2 separate regions of the Rattus norvegicus genome follow, and region 2 is linked to region 1. The links are chromatin contacts, called in public Hi-C maps. All regions are on one chromosome and are shown on one strand. The core of a region is the stretch at or near the end of the contact, and the rest is flanking DNA. Distances in the headings are between cores, read along the strand shown. Region 1 overlaps Kdm5a (lysine demethylase 5A). Region 2 overlaps Il17ra (interleukin 17 receptor A).

What was found. Hi-C and Micro-C count contacts between places; a contact is called where the count stands out from the background.
Region 2: a contact with region 1 is called in a Hi-C map of liver, with 2.3 times the contacts expected there. The contact joins two enhancer-like sites. A contact is called at or near these places in 3 of 12 Hi-C or Micro-C datasets (Schwann cells and liver).

What each region holds. Positions count from the first base shown.
Region 1 is chr4:155,308,076-155,311,365 of GRCr8, reverse strand. Kdm5a (lysine demethylase 5A) reads right to left here. Exons shown (of 28, transcript NM_001277177.1): 28 at 1-907. The coding sequence ends at 701. Among named protein-coding and RNA genes, the nearest start is that of Il17ra, 30 kb to the left of the region's middle. Within about 2 kb of position 1,570, at least 1 of the 93 cell types and tissues checked has an H3K27ac peak or open chromatin away from gene starts, as enhancers often do. A contact at or near this core is called in liver, where this site is marked.
Region 2 is chr4:155,348,311-155,351,771 of GRCr8, reverse strand. It overlaps Il17ra (interleukin 17 receptor A), which reads right to left. Exons shown (of 13, transcript NM_001107883.2): 2 at 2,956-2,980; 3 at 1,967-2,113; 4 at 1,196-1,308; 5 at 622-748. Among named protein-coding and RNA genes, the nearest start is that of Il17ra, 10 kb to the right of the region's middle. Within about 2 kb of position 1,406, at least 7 of the 93 cell types and tissues checked have an H3K27ac peak or open chromatin away from gene starts, as enhancers often do. A contact at or near this core is called in liver, where this site is marked.

The sequences.
Region 1 (3,290 bases), core at 321-2,820:
AGAAAAAAAACAAACAAAATAAAACAAAACAAAAAAACCCCTCCCTTCCTTCCAGAATCCAGTCTAGTCAGATTTTGAACCTTCCTGAGGAAAGTGAGGGGCTCTTCTGGAGAATTTTCTTATTGGTAAATAAGCACAAGCAGCTGAGGTCCGTAGACTGCACTGCCACCCCAAGACTTCTAGAAGGGATAACTCTGGCCTGCTTCTCCTAACTGGATCAGCAGGGCATGTGTGTCAGTAATTACGGACAGAGTTGTACTCTGACTCCTATCCAATTACCCTAAGGAGATTCAAATAATCAGGCCTTCCCATGGCACCACCGTTAAGTTGTAACCTTCTACAGCTAACACCAGCTGGTTGAAAGCCACTTCTCATATGCCCCACTAAGTACATCAATGTGTTAGTGCCGAACAGCCTCCTGAGAGCTCCATTAGAACCTGACCTTAACTCAGCAAACCACACCCAAAGGAGTCAGGAGTTGAGATACTTGGCTGCTGCACCTGGGAAGCCATCCTCTGCACAGATAAGGCAATGGAGCCCACACAGTCCATGCAGACAGGCAGCCAGCACTAAGAGGACTTCTTCTGAAGTCCATTCATCTGTGGAAACAACATTCTGAGTGGTGAGAACCACTCTGCTTGATGAGTAAGGTCTCAGTGTGGTCCACTTCCCCCCATGTTGCAAGCTAACCAAACATCTGCTAACTGGTCTCTTTAAGATCCTCCATTGGTAGTTTGTAGCTCATTATGAAGGGAGGAGGTGGTGCGTGGCCTGGGCTATCTGGCCCCTGCTTCTTTGCACAGTTTATACAGATGTAATCTTCATTTTCAGCCATTTCTGGGGATACACCAACACAAACTTGATGAAACCACTCATCACAGCCACCATCACATTGTACCCAGTCTACCTGCAGGAGATAAAGATTGGGAAATGTTTAGTATTACAACAGTAAGACCAGACTAAGAGCAAACCAGAGAACTTTCTTGGAATTAAGAAGAGCAAACAACTGGAATATCCAGAGATAGATATGACTTCTTATGGGGTTATTTTTCAAAGAAAGAAGCTGAGAAGTTAATACCCCCAAATTATATTTTACCATAGTGTGTCCACAAAATTAGGCCTCTTAGGTACTCCATTACCTCATGAATACCCGGGGTTCCTTGTGAGGCAGAAACATGATTGGGGAATACTTAACAAAAAAGAAACTTCTAATAGAGCAGCCAAGTAGTTTTAGCTAATATTAACAATTTCTAGGCTCTAAAATAATGCAATTAACAATCAAGAAAGGAAGAGGACAACAATGTGAGGCAATCCTGTGGATTAGCTTTATTTCAAAGAGATAAGCCAAAGTACTAAGAGCATTAAATACCTTTTTAGAAAAGCAGTCACATAGGCCACTTTTAAAACTACTATTTTTTATTCTTCTCTTCTTCCGTTACAAATACAACTCCCTATAAAAAGTTAGCAAATATCAGAGGTCAAATCTTACAAGTTAACCAATTACAACAGTCAAAGACACAGGTCAATAGATTAACTCTGGGGTTTAAAATTAGTCTGAGAAAGTGATACGTGTCAGCGGCAGATGCCAGGCAAACACTGATCCTTCAGACCCTACAGTAACTAGAGGAGGCACAAAAGGGCTTTAGTTTGGTGATTTAAAACCTTGGCGCTATAGTAAAGTAGAAAAGTGCAGCTTCAGGCTCTTCTGTTTGGAAGATGATCTTATATTTAATGTCATATTAGACAAGAACTATCATGAAGATAACAAGAGATATGGGCATCCCCCTTCACAATACAAAGGCTGGTTACTGTGGTGGTAATACAGGAAGCCATTTAAAATCATAAGCTTTATCAGACCATGGAGCAAAGAATTATGAAGGGATCAAAGTCCCTTAACACAGCCAGAAGGACAAAGGAAGCCTTGGCTAGGTAAATATGTTTTATTTGGGGAAAGTGAGTGGTTTTAAAATGCTTCCATAGCTTGTAAAACAACAGTCACGTCAGTAAGTTTTGGGCTTATAGAGAATGGAAAAAGTATTAAAAAACCCTGCTATTTGGCTTTTATTATATTTTATCACTTCTAAGCATTCTTAATATCTGTATTGTTCTTAAATATCTGTCTTTCCCCTCTACCCCGTAATTAAATTCTTTAGGTGTGTCCCTCCCTCCCCCCAAGCATATAGTCTTACTGTGTAGCCTAGGCTAGCCTCAACTTAATCTTCCATCTAGTACTCTGCCAGGCTCAGACTTGAGATCCTCCTGTCTCAGCTTCCAGAGTGTTGGGATCACTGTGGCAAAGCTGTAAGTTTATTAAGCAAAGGAAAGTACATACTCCAAGAACTAAGTGTGGACTGTAAGACATTCTAGATAATTTCTACATATTTCAGACTACTGCTGTCTATGCTATTGCTTCCTGTAAATTCAGAGCAACTTAACTATTCCTACCTAAACTAAATTCTATTTGGTTTTAACTGGATGTTTTGCCTCAGAAGAAAGCATTTAAAGTATAGTTATGAAACTGATAACAGCCAGGCAGTGGCGGTGCTCACCTTTTATCCCAGCACTCAGGAGGCAGAGACAGTGAGATCTCTAAATTTGAGGCCAGCCTGGTCTACAGAGTGGGTTCCAGGACAGCCAGGGATATACAGAGAAACCCTGTTTCAAACAAAACTAAACAGAACATCCCCCTCCCCCAAAACAAATAAAGAAAAGATCCCGATGTAACCAGAGAAAAACTAGGATGTAACAGGCTGCAGAATAAAGTAAACATAAAGGAGCCATAGGGAAGTAAAAATGTATAAAGTACGACCTCAAGTGAACTGAAGATCAGTGTTTTGGGTATTTGGAACTTGTAAGGGAATTAGAAAAATGACCAGCAGTTCGTGGGATTTGAGATTCTATGCTGTTTTACAATGACACCCTAGTCAATAGATAACTTCACTCCTACCTCTAACCCTATTAAGCTAATTAAGTCTTCATATATGCTAGTCCACAGTTATAAAAAATTACCAATTCAGAGGTATCTATTACCTAAAAATAAATAAGATTCTTTTTGAGTTGGGGATTCACTTGTGCACAGACTGCGCTTCAGTCTCTGCTTATATAACAACTTACCTACCCAGATAATCCAAGCAAGGAAATGGTAGCCTTCACTCACCAATTAATAACCTGAATTCTACTTCTGTATGAAAAGCCCCAAGGAGCACAAATCAAATTAAAAGTTTGAATGTCCACTGAATCCACAGACAATTCTGAAAGGCAATGATCTATATGGTAACCTGGAAGTTCAA
Region 2 (3,461 bases), core at 157-2,656, 41 kb before region 1:
GTGTGTACTCATTCGAGTGTGCACTTCAGGTGAGGAGTCCCTGCCATCTTTAACAAGCATTTCTTGGGCTGGGATGTGGTTAACTTCCCAGTGTGTGTGCCTAGGGTCCACAGCCACCAATAAAACAAAAAACGAATTTTCCTGACCGCCCACAATGAGTGTAATGAGAAATGACGTCAGTGATAGTCAAGGTTCTGGGAAAGGCAGAGACAGAGGGACCGGAGCTGATAGTCCCTAAGTGAGATGGCGATCACAGACAGCATGGACTGGTGGGGGAGAGTAGGATGTGTAGGGTGGGTGCTAGTCAAAGGCAGGAGGGAGGCAGGGGAAGTGAGCAAACTGAGGGAACCTGTCCAGGCTGAGTGCACAGGCCACCACCCTTCAGGGATCTGGCATTTTCTGGGATGGAAACTACTTTTCAGCACAGAGGAAGGGACTCTAGTTGCCAACACAGTCAGGGGTCTCTCCAGAGAACAGAGGACAAACTGCCTTCAGGACATACGGGCTTTGGCCTCAGCTGGAGGCACCCAGGCTCTGGATCTGCAGCCTCTGCTGTCTGAGCCTCCTGCTGCTTTCTTCACCCAGAGCCCGGCACCGAGTGAATGCTTAGAAGGCACTTACCAGGCACTAAGATGGTCTTGGACTTGTGGTTTGGGTCCCCGTCAGGGATGGGCTTGGGCAGGTGGTGAACAGTCACCTCATACTCCTGGCCAGGATCTACCACGAAGTGACTGAAGGAGAACCGCCACTGAGGAAGAGAGGTGATGGGATGGGTCATGCAATGCTTTATCCATTGTGTCCAAAGTTCCAAGGTCACACTTTCCCATAATCAGCCAACAAGCAAACAAACAAAAGGATAAAACGATAACCACAGAACCTCACATTAGAGGCATGCTATCTTTGTCTTTATGTCTGTTTAAAAATTCTATCAGTACATGGCCATGCCATTCACATGCATGCATGCATGCATGTGCGCGCACACACACTCACACACACACAGAGGCCCGTGAGAGTGAACCGGCCTTGTAGAGTGCCTTGGGCAAGTGGAAGGAATGATAAGAAGTAGGAGTGACAGGCTCTGTCCCTCACTATGGCTCATAGCAGCACCCGCACCCTTTCCGTTAAGTGTACCTTTGGGAAAGAAGCCTGTACTGGTGTCACTTGGGAACACAGTCCAATGAAGCTGTCTCCTTACCCGCTTATGATGATTCGACAGCTTGGACAGAAACTTGAACTTGACACACAGCTGCTCATTGGTGTTCAGCTTCAGGATGGACAGCTCTGCACCCTCGAGATACAGGATGCTGGCTGCAGGCCAGGAAGGAAAGGGGAACACAGTTGCAGACCAACCCCCTGCCAGGGTGTGGCTCTTCCCCATCTGTCCTCTTGCCTAACCCCCACTTCCCCTCCTTAGGCATTGCAGAAAGTACCTCCTAGTGGAACAAGGGACAGTCTATAGCATAAAGCAGCCATGTGGCCAGAGCCCTGGCAACAGGACACAGTGCTAAGGTAGGATCATGTTCATCCTCCCAGAGGCTGCCGGAGGGTAGCCAGGATACCAGCTAAGGAGCTACAGAGAGCAGTTACTGTTGCCCCTTCACAGATCTGGGGCTGGCTCTGTTCAGAAATTCTGCAGTTAATCACCCCTGAAGTGGCTTGGAGTGTGTTTGGAAAAGTTCTGGCTCCTTAGCTAAGAGAAAAGGGAGCTGGAAAACATTTTTTTTCTATCAAATATTTAGAATTATTAGTAAAATTAAACACTTGCTTTTTTTTCCCCATGTAATCAAAAGCTGATGCAAGGAAAGGCCTTTCATAAAGACAGTGTGAACAGAAGACACTCTAAGCACACATCTAATGCTAGAAAAGTTCTTGCTGTGTAAATGATGGAGCCTCCCAGTACCAAACAGGAGCTGTGGTGGTCTCTTCCCAAGGGCAAACCCAGGCACTGGCTGATGTGGCCACTCACCATCTGTCTGCAAGGTCCACTCAACGTGCAACACAGGGACTAGGTCTCCGTGCTGGGTAGACGAAACGTTCAGATGGAGATAGATGTTTTTCGGGGAAGACGGCGTCAGGTTTCGAGGGTAAATCCAGCTGTCATCCAGGCAAGTACCTATTGAGGAGAACCATCAGACCTGCAGCCAAGCCCCTCCGGAGACCTGCAGTGACTTCCAACATGTTCCAGGTCTCAGCTGTTTGTAGCCTTCCAGCGGTGACCTGGGCAGGCTCTCGGCCCAGACCACCCTTTTCTAACACTGCTCTGGGGTGCTCACAAAGCTCTTCCAAGAAGTTTAGGGAGCAGGGTTTTGAAAAGAGGCAGCCATTGGAAATGGGGCACAGGAGGGAGGGGCAGCAGTGAGAGCTTCCTTATTTTTATTTGTCATGGCCCCTAATTAGCACTGACACTTAAAGTATATGCCTCATCCTTAAAACAAAACCAGGGTGGGTTGGGGATTTAGCTCAGTGGTAGAGTGCTTGCCTAGCAAGCGCAAGGCCCTGGGTTCGGTCCCCAGCTCCGGATAAAAGAAAAAACAAAAAACCAGGGGCTGGGATTGTGGCTCAGAAGTGTGATTTATCTACTGAGTCTAAGCCATGGGTTCTATATCTAGCATAGAAAAAAACTTCTCACAGACGAAAAACAAACCGGTAAACAAGCAAACACTCCAAAGCCAAGCCAGCACCATTGATCCTGTGACAAGATGAATGGGACAGGCATAGTTACGTGCACTAGGGTACCACCCCGGGCAGCATCCAAAGCCCAGATGGCAGTGGGGTACTGCCTGCATTTTGCATAATGAAAGAAAGTTTTCATTGTGGAGCACTGATGCCTATGGTGAAGATGGCCCAGCTGACAGTGACAAACCCCACCCAGATCGTCTACACAGGAGGCTGGAAGTCAGCAGGAGGCCCCCACTGTACCAACAGCAGTAATAAGTGGAACAAAAGAGGACTTACTATTCTCGACTCTGCAGTTCAGCCCCTGTGGGAAGAAAGGAAGTGTTGATTACAGATGAGAAAGACCAGGCTCAGTGGCCCAGCTGCCTGGCAGGCCCATGAGAGCAGTTCACACAGCCCCTGTCTTCCTCCCGTCTCACTTTTGGGAACTGCTCTGCTGCTGAGTAGCCAAAAGTCTTCTACACTTTTCCCGTCTTTGTCCAGTCAAGGAGGTGAGTAATGGAGAGACAGCAAACAGAACTGGAGGCTTTTATTTGGGGGGGGGGCGTCTTTTGGGGACAGGGTCTCACAGTGTAGTCTAGACTTGGCTCACCTAGAACTCACAGAGAACAGCTTGTCTCTGCTTCCCTGAGTGCTGGGACTAAAGGCATGGACTGCCAATCAAGGCTAGAATTGGAGGCTTTTGAGTAACTGTTATGGGCTGGGAATTTAAACAATAAAAATAAATAATAATAACTCCCCCCTAAAAGCTATAAAAACAAAACAAAGCAGAGAGGGTTGTCTGG